2 separate regions of the Anas platyrhynchos genome follow, and region 1 is linked to region 2. A link is a contact called in public Hi-C data. All regions are on one chromosome and are shown on one strand. Each heading gives the region's core, a stretch centred on a gene start, on an enhancer-like site or on the middle of the called end of the contact. The rest is flanking DNA. Distances are from core to core; before and after follow the strand shown. Region 1 overlaps PPFIBP2 (PPFIA binding protein 2). Region 2 holds the start of PPFIBP2 (PPFIA binding protein 2).

Evidence for each region. A called contact is a pair of places that touch in the nucleus more often than the background predicts.
Region 1: a contact with region 2 is called in a Hi-C map of F5 follicle, with 4 times the contacts expected there. The contact joins the enhancer-like site here to the promoter of PPFIBP2 in region 2. A contact is called at or near these places in 5 of 8 Hi-C or Micro-C datasets (F1 follicle, F5 follicle, skeletal muscle and 1 more).

Annotation. Positions count from the first base shown.
Region 1 is chr5:59,908,056-59,911,528 of IASCAAS_PekinDuck_T2T, forward strand. PPFIBP2 (PPFIA binding protein 2) reads left to right here. Exons shown (of 30, transcript XM_072039236.1): 20 at 566-704; 21 at 1,392-1,520; 22 at 2,274-2,424; 23 at 2,583-2,694; 24 at 3,389-3,473. CYB5R2 (cytochrome b5 reductase 2) reads right to left here. Exons shown (of 10, transcript XM_027458412.3): 10 at 160-695. Among named protein-coding and RNA genes, the nearest start is that of CYB5R2, 19 kb to the right of the region's middle. Within about 2 kb of position 1,861, at least 3 of the 8 cell types and tissues checked have an H3K27ac peak or open chromatin away from gene starts, as enhancers often do. A contact at or near this core is called in F5 follicle, where this site is marked.
Region 2 is chr5:59,807,227-59,810,938 of IASCAAS_PekinDuck_T2T, forward strand. PPFIBP2 (PPFIA binding protein 2) reads left to right here and starts at 1,988. Exons shown (of 30, transcript XM_072039236.1): 1 at 1,988-2,213. The coding sequence starts at 2,098.

The DNA.
Region 1 (3,473 bases), core at 611-3,110, 100 kb after region 2:
ATCCAAACAAGATGCAACTTTAACATGAATTTTGCTACTTATTTTTTCCTTTCCTTTTTCCCTCCCTTTCTCTCCTCTATAAAATACTAATACCAAGGGGGCAATCCACACTGAATTTCTTAAGTGCAGTGCTGAAATGAAATAAGAGCTTTCCCTCTATGGCATTCATATGGGATTTATTTTTTATTTTTTTTTAATACTTGTTCATGATCTTACTTGAGTGAAAACAGAAAAATTCCCACCGATTTTAATGGAAGAGTTTTGGTATTAACAGTAGAAAGGCAAGAGCAGACCCAAGTGAAGATTCTGAATTAATTAAAATAATGTTTTTAAATAAATTGAAACAACAATACTGTTTTACTTTTTTTTTTTTCTTTTTTTTTTTGGTATGTAATGTACAGCTAATATTTTTTTCCCCTTCTGAGCAATACTTTCTTATACAGGAACATTTTATTTTATCTTTACTTATTTATTACCTTTTTTCTTTTTTTAAAGTATTAGTCTCCCAGATAACCACTTTGTCAACAGTTAGTAAAAAATGTGACTATTATTGTTCTTAACCCAGGAGAAACAGAGAACGTGGATGGTACAGTAGTCTCAGATGACCTTTCACCTCTTTCTTCTGGAACGGATTCAGGTCCACAGTCTCCACTGTCTCCAGAAAATAGAAAGAGTCCAAAAGGGATCAAGAAAATCTGGGGAAAGTAAGATAATTTTTTTTTTTAGTTTCTTATCAAAGTATTTCAACAGAATTAATTCGGTTCTCAGTAAAAAATACGGTACCTACAGCAAGAATAAAATAAAGTTCAGGAAAAGGAGGAAAAGGAGCTCTGTTCTGTGATTGTACAGGTGTGTCTCTATGTGCACATGGGTGGAGGAAAATGCATGGTAATATACAAAGCATCACGTTATTGGAAGAAATAACGTATTCTGCTGTGTTGTTATAATGCTAAAGATTTAGAGTACCAACAGTTTCAGTAGCTACGAAAAAATTAAATGATAGTCAGTTGTTCATTACAGGAGCCTTCAGTTATAAAAAAAAAAAAAAAAAAAAAAAGTCTAAGAAAACAGAAGAAACAAAAAGCAGGGGGACTGAGTTTTACTGCGTTCGTTTTATCTGCTTCAGGACAGCAGATGTTTAGAAGCCTGACCTCCAGTGTAGATTATTACTTGTGTTGAAAGGTCATGGCTGTTTTGCAGAGCTTTTTTCTTTACTCAGAGTTTGGTCTAGACAGCGTTTGCTTGGAACTTCTTTGGCTGCTGCTTGAATCATATGTTTGTGGTTTACAGGAAGATTGATACAGCTTCTAGTTGTCATTATAGTTTCCATATGAAACAAATGTTCTCTGTTGGACGCTAATAGTACTGTCTTGGCGCTCTTTTTTTGAAAGAATACGAAGAACTCAGTCTGGTAACTTCCCTGCAGACGATCTGGGTTTGGCAGAGTTCCGAAGAGGCGGTCTCCGTGCAACAGCTGGGCCTCGGTTATCCAGATCAAAGGAAACCAAAGGCCAGAAAAGGTAATGATTTCTTCTTTTCTTTGCACAGTGTATTAAAAGATGCTGTTAAATACACTGAACAGCAAAACACTTCTCTTGTGCAATACATTGTCCAATATACTTTGTTACACATGGAATTCCCCAACTGGAAAGAATTTCCCTGGTAGAAAATGTATCCTGATTAGCTTGCCTATCTGCACTCCTTCAGCTGCAGGTAGCAGCACCAAAATTTCACCTTTATTAAAGAACAAGGGAACTTATTATCATCTCATGTGGGAATATTTGCAGTGCTGAGAATTCAGCAATTAATTACCCTTTTCTTTATTTTCAAGTGGGAAACTTTAATCCTTATCACCCTACCCTGCTCCAACTGTTCACAAGAGGAAGCTAGGCAGTCAGATTAGGAGGACAACCTGAAAGGGTTGTTAGACATTGGAACAGGCTGCCCAGGGAAGTGGTGGAGTCACCATCCCTGGAGGTCTTTAAAAGACGTTTAGATGTAGAGCTTAGGGATATGGTTTAGTGGGGACTGTTAGCGTTAGGTCAGAGGTTGGACTCGATGATCTTGAGGTCTCTTCCAACCTAGAAATTCTGTGATTCTGTGACACTACTACCACAGCATATACTGAGAGAATGGCTGTTGGGCTTTATTATTTCACAGGATAAAGAATACTAGGACCTAGGCTATAGTATTTCCTCTGGTATGTAATGATCTTTCTGATAAGAACCGTATTCTTTCCTGTAAGAGTTTCAAAGAGTTATTTTACTTTTCAGTGACTACAATGCTCCATTTGCTCAGTGGAGCACTGAGAGAGTTTGTAACTGGCTTGAGGACTTTGGTCTAGGGCAGTACGTCATTTTTGCACGGCAGTGGGTGACTTCAGGCCATACGCTGTTAACTGCAACACCTCAGGACATGGAAAAGGTAATATCTGTAACTGTTTTTCTCAAGCAACCATAAATCTTGATTCAGTACAACCAGATCCCTTCAGACAATTGGCAATTCTACCTTTTTGAAATGTTTCAGTAGCTGTTTAACGAGATGAAAAGAGCAAACTACTTTTTTAATGGTTATTGTTACAGGAAATGGGAATAAAGCATCCACTGCACAGGAAGAAATTAGTTTTGGCCATTAAATCAATAAATGCAAAACAAGATGAGAAATCTGCACAACTCGATCATATCTGGGTGACACGTAAGTGTTTGAAGAATTGTGGAAGTGTTTGTAAAATATTTTTTTTTCTTACACAGCTGAGCAGGAATGAAAAAAGAAAAAAGAGTAGTTCTACAAATAGATGACTATGGGGTTTCCTTCTTTATCTGCATACTCCACATAATCTCAACTAGAAGTCAGCGCTGGGTGGAATACTTTATAAAGCACATAGCATTTAATAGTCTGATGCCTTTCATGGTGCCCATGTTTCATAAAGTAGTTCAGTACTCTGCAATCTGAAAGGTAGAGTTCCAATGGGAACTTCATTCCATGCAACCATATTTGGACATCAAGAACAATACAAAAACCCCCATTCTATGAAAAATTTTGCCCTGTTGAAACTTAGTGCTCTTAAAAAATGTCTGATACCTGCTTAAACAAACGTATTGCAGGCCCATCCATCTTGAAGGACAACGAATGTACACTATGGGTGGTATGTCTCAGTCTAGCAAAAGCTAAGTTTTACAGTACAGAAGGTTTGTATTTAAAGTATTGCAGGGGTATTATAGGAAAAGCTGGATGAATTGCTTTTAGGCTTCTGCTATGAGGCTGTCCTTTAGAGAGGTGAGTAAGCAGAATGAGCTAACTGAATGCCTCAGAAGAAACCTGCCCAGATTAGAAGGGCTTCATCCTTACTGACCCACATTTGGGTACAACACTGTTCTTGTATCTGCAGGCTGGCTTGATGACATTGGTTTACCTCAGTACAAAGACCAGTTTCACGAGTCCAGAGTTGATGGGAGAATGTTGCAGTATTTAAC
Region 2 (3,712 bases), core at 738-3,237:
TTTTGGAGAGAGAAACCTCTAACTAGCTATTACCATAACAAGACAAAGAAAGCTCACATTAAGCTCAAAAAAAAAAAAATAAAAAAAAATTATGTCACACAATAAAACTTGCAGCTTAACTAAACTTGAAAGTTGAAAATAAAATTGAATTGCAAAGTACCTGAAAAGGCTTGCTAGCTGCCCAAATATCAAAATTAGCAATGCTTATGGGAAAATAAAATAACTCTACTTTTATTTGAACTAACAAAAACTATAGTAAAACACAGAACAAGTAGCTTCATCTTTTAAACAGAGATGAGCATATTCAGATGCTTATACAGCTGTAATCAGTGTGAAATCACAACAGGATTCAGAGGTAATTTGCAATGAAACACAGGTTTCCTCGTAATCTACCAAAACTCATGCAGCTGTGGCATTACAATCAAGCTAAAAACAATCCTCTTGAGAGGGCTCATGATGGTACACAAATAGTTTCCCCACCAGCTCTAGTTCCAGTCTGGTATAAAGAAATTTGGAGGGTGTGTAGCTTCTACTGTCAAATCCTAGTCTGAGCCCTAATCACCTGGATTAAAATATCCGTGTCTTCTGCCAGAAACGTATTTTTAAAAGGCATGATTCAAGTAGAACATGTGTAATTTTCTAACTGAAAACATACATGTAGGTAGCTCACGGTAAAGGACTTAATTTGGTTTTATTTGCCTCTAACCTTAGCATTTACAGTGTGACTTTAATATGAGGTAAGATCTATGTATCAGCAGAGACGGTTAAGTTCCAGACATATACCTTGATTTGGGAGAAGACAGTATGATAACTTGTTTTGGCCATGCAGAAGAAAGGAAAATCTTTATGTAGCTTTTATTTACCAACCAGTGATTATTTACCAACCCCTAGTGATGCTTCCCAATTTATATAAGATCTGCTATAAAATCAAATATTCATAATATTACATTGACTTAGAATCTTGATAACTGGCTTTAAAGTTCATGGACACTATAAAGGAAGCCTAGCAAATGTGTTTTTAGTCATTTTTTCAGCTATGAGACACTCAGTCTCCTATGCTAGTTAATTTTAAAAATAAAAACATAGGAAGAGACACTTTTATTGTTATTTCTAAAATCCTGTGAAAACATAGTGACTGAGAGGTAGGTGGACATCTTTCAATTAGGCATGCTGCTCAAAGCCAGGACAGAGAAGAGATGCATTAGCAGTTTAGAACTGCTAAAAAAACTACAGTCTTGGAGAGACAGAACATGTTTTTAAGTGCTAGTCCAAGTTTCAGAAAACCAAAAGGTTATCTGTGAAGGCAGAGAAAGTAAGAAAGGGAACAGGCATGGGGAAGTGTCCAGAAGTCCGACTCCGTAAAAGGTCAAGAAAGGTTCTTTGACAGGAAACTTTTATTGGGTATTAACAGACTACATGCCCCCCCAGGGAATCTGTAAAACTAGGAGTTCCCGTTCCGGGTGTCAGTCATGGCCAATTACTTATAATTTCTGAGCTATGCATGCTATGGCACACACATACAGGTTATCAACTCCTGAATCTGAGACAATCATTAGAGATTGGGTCCTGCTGCTTTTTTTTGTAGGTGATGATTTGGTTGTGGGGTAGTTGGAGTCCTCTTGCAGTAGATCTTAGTGACTGCTTGCAGGCCAACCTTTAAGATAATTTTAAGACGTGTATCAGCCAAAGATTTTGTTATACATGACTGACACATTGCCTGATCTTATTTAAATCTCCATAGAAAGTATCATTTATCTTCTCTGTGAAGTCACATTTTAGCAAATACCAGAAAACGCTAACAAAAGGAAGCTGAACAGTAAACCAAGAGCTCTGGCATGTGACTGAGTTACTGCATCTCAGCTGAGTCATGGTAAATGACCTTGCCTGCCCTTGCAAACATAGAGGTCAGATGAAAGCGGTTTAAGCTAATCTTTACTGCATGAGAGTTGCAACAAGTTAAATCAGGTGCCATGGTTTGCTTCTGCAGCTAAGCAAACAGTATTTTGTTATATCAGACTTACTGAATTGTAAACAAAATATGTTGGAGCTGTCTGAGGCTTTTCTCTATAACAAAGATGGCTTCTTGCATCCATATGTATGATTATAAGAAAAAAGAACTGTGCATTAACAACTGTTAAAGACAGAAGTGATCAAGAGCATTATCTGGAGAAACAGAGGAGAGAGAACATTGCCTTGCAGCTCAAAACTTGCAGGTAAGACTAACTTGAAGTTTTCCTGCTGTTATGATTTCTCCTATTTTTGAAGCTAGTGGATTAAAAAATAAATAAAAGCTCATAAAAATTGCATCTTACTTGACTCAAACCTAAATGCTGGCTAGAAACTTTTGCCAGAAGGTCGCAGAACAATGAATACATTTTTAGCAGATAAACAGTTTAATAATGTCTTATATAATTGAAAATACTTTCTAGCATGTATTTTTCTACCATTTCTTAACACATAACTTTTCAAACAAATTTAGATAAACATGAAATCCCACAGTGTTCAGAGTTAAGTCTGACTCAAACAAGCCTTGTGGCTCATAATTACCTCAGTATAGAAAATAGAGTAACAGCTTATAGGGTAGACTATTCTCTATCCATAAGCAGACAGTAACTTACGGTAAAAGCTCTGTTTTCCAGACTGCATTAAGAAGGTCTCTCCATGATGGTTACAGCTAACTTGGATGCAGATGTTATAAACAGCTGTCTGTCCAAAACACTGCACCTGCCCTCCAATAGTTTTTTGTTTGTTTGTTTTTGTTGTTTTTTTTTTTTGTTGTTGTTGTTTTTATTTACTGTGGTAGACTTGTCAACCTACAACCCTCCCCCGCCCAGGTCCATAGGGACCTACTAGTATATACCTGGGAGCAGAGAAAGTTAATTCCAAACACTTTCAAGATCACTCGTACTTGTTTTGGAAGCTGAACGCTAGATGGAGCTACGTTCTTGTGGCACCACTGGCTAAACTCAGCTAGTTACAGCTGTCTGACATAATCCCAACTAATTAAATGCTAGCAGCCAGACCAATAGCTTCTTTACAAGTGTTTAAAAACGCTGAACAAAAGTAACAGTACATTTCTGAAAGAGTTTCTAAGAGCTCCATTTGTCCATTAAAGACTTCTGAAATTTAAACAAAAGACTGGAAAACAATTCAGCTAAATAAGCATAGTATTCCGTAAGAAATGTGCCTATATGTTAAGGAATAAAAATAAGTGTATTTCATCTTACCTGATGAGAGAGAGACATCTGAATGAAGAAAGACTTTTATATCGTATATACTGCTACGGAACTCTTGGTACTCTAAATTGAGAGAGAAAAAATAGTATATTGAGATTTAGTTACAAGTACCTCTACTTGTCCAGATCACAAGAAAATTTCAAGCCTAATTTTACGTAGAAAAAAATAAATGCTCATCTGGAATATTTCACTGTAACTCCACCAAATAATGACAGGAAAAGAGGGGGAAAAAAAATCAAATCTTGTCCATTACAAATGAATATATGTTTAAAAAAAGTTTCAGAGGGTAGGAGAAGGCTTTCTACCTAAGGAGACAAAATCGGTAATTTCTGGCAACAAATTTCCCTTGAAGATAAGGCAGGGAAAGCTTTCTAATGAAACATAAAGGATTAGCTGTATGGAGTCAATGGGGAAGCATTCTCTATCCCATGATTACCAGTCTACAGTTTATTCAACAAAATTTACAAGAAAGGAAA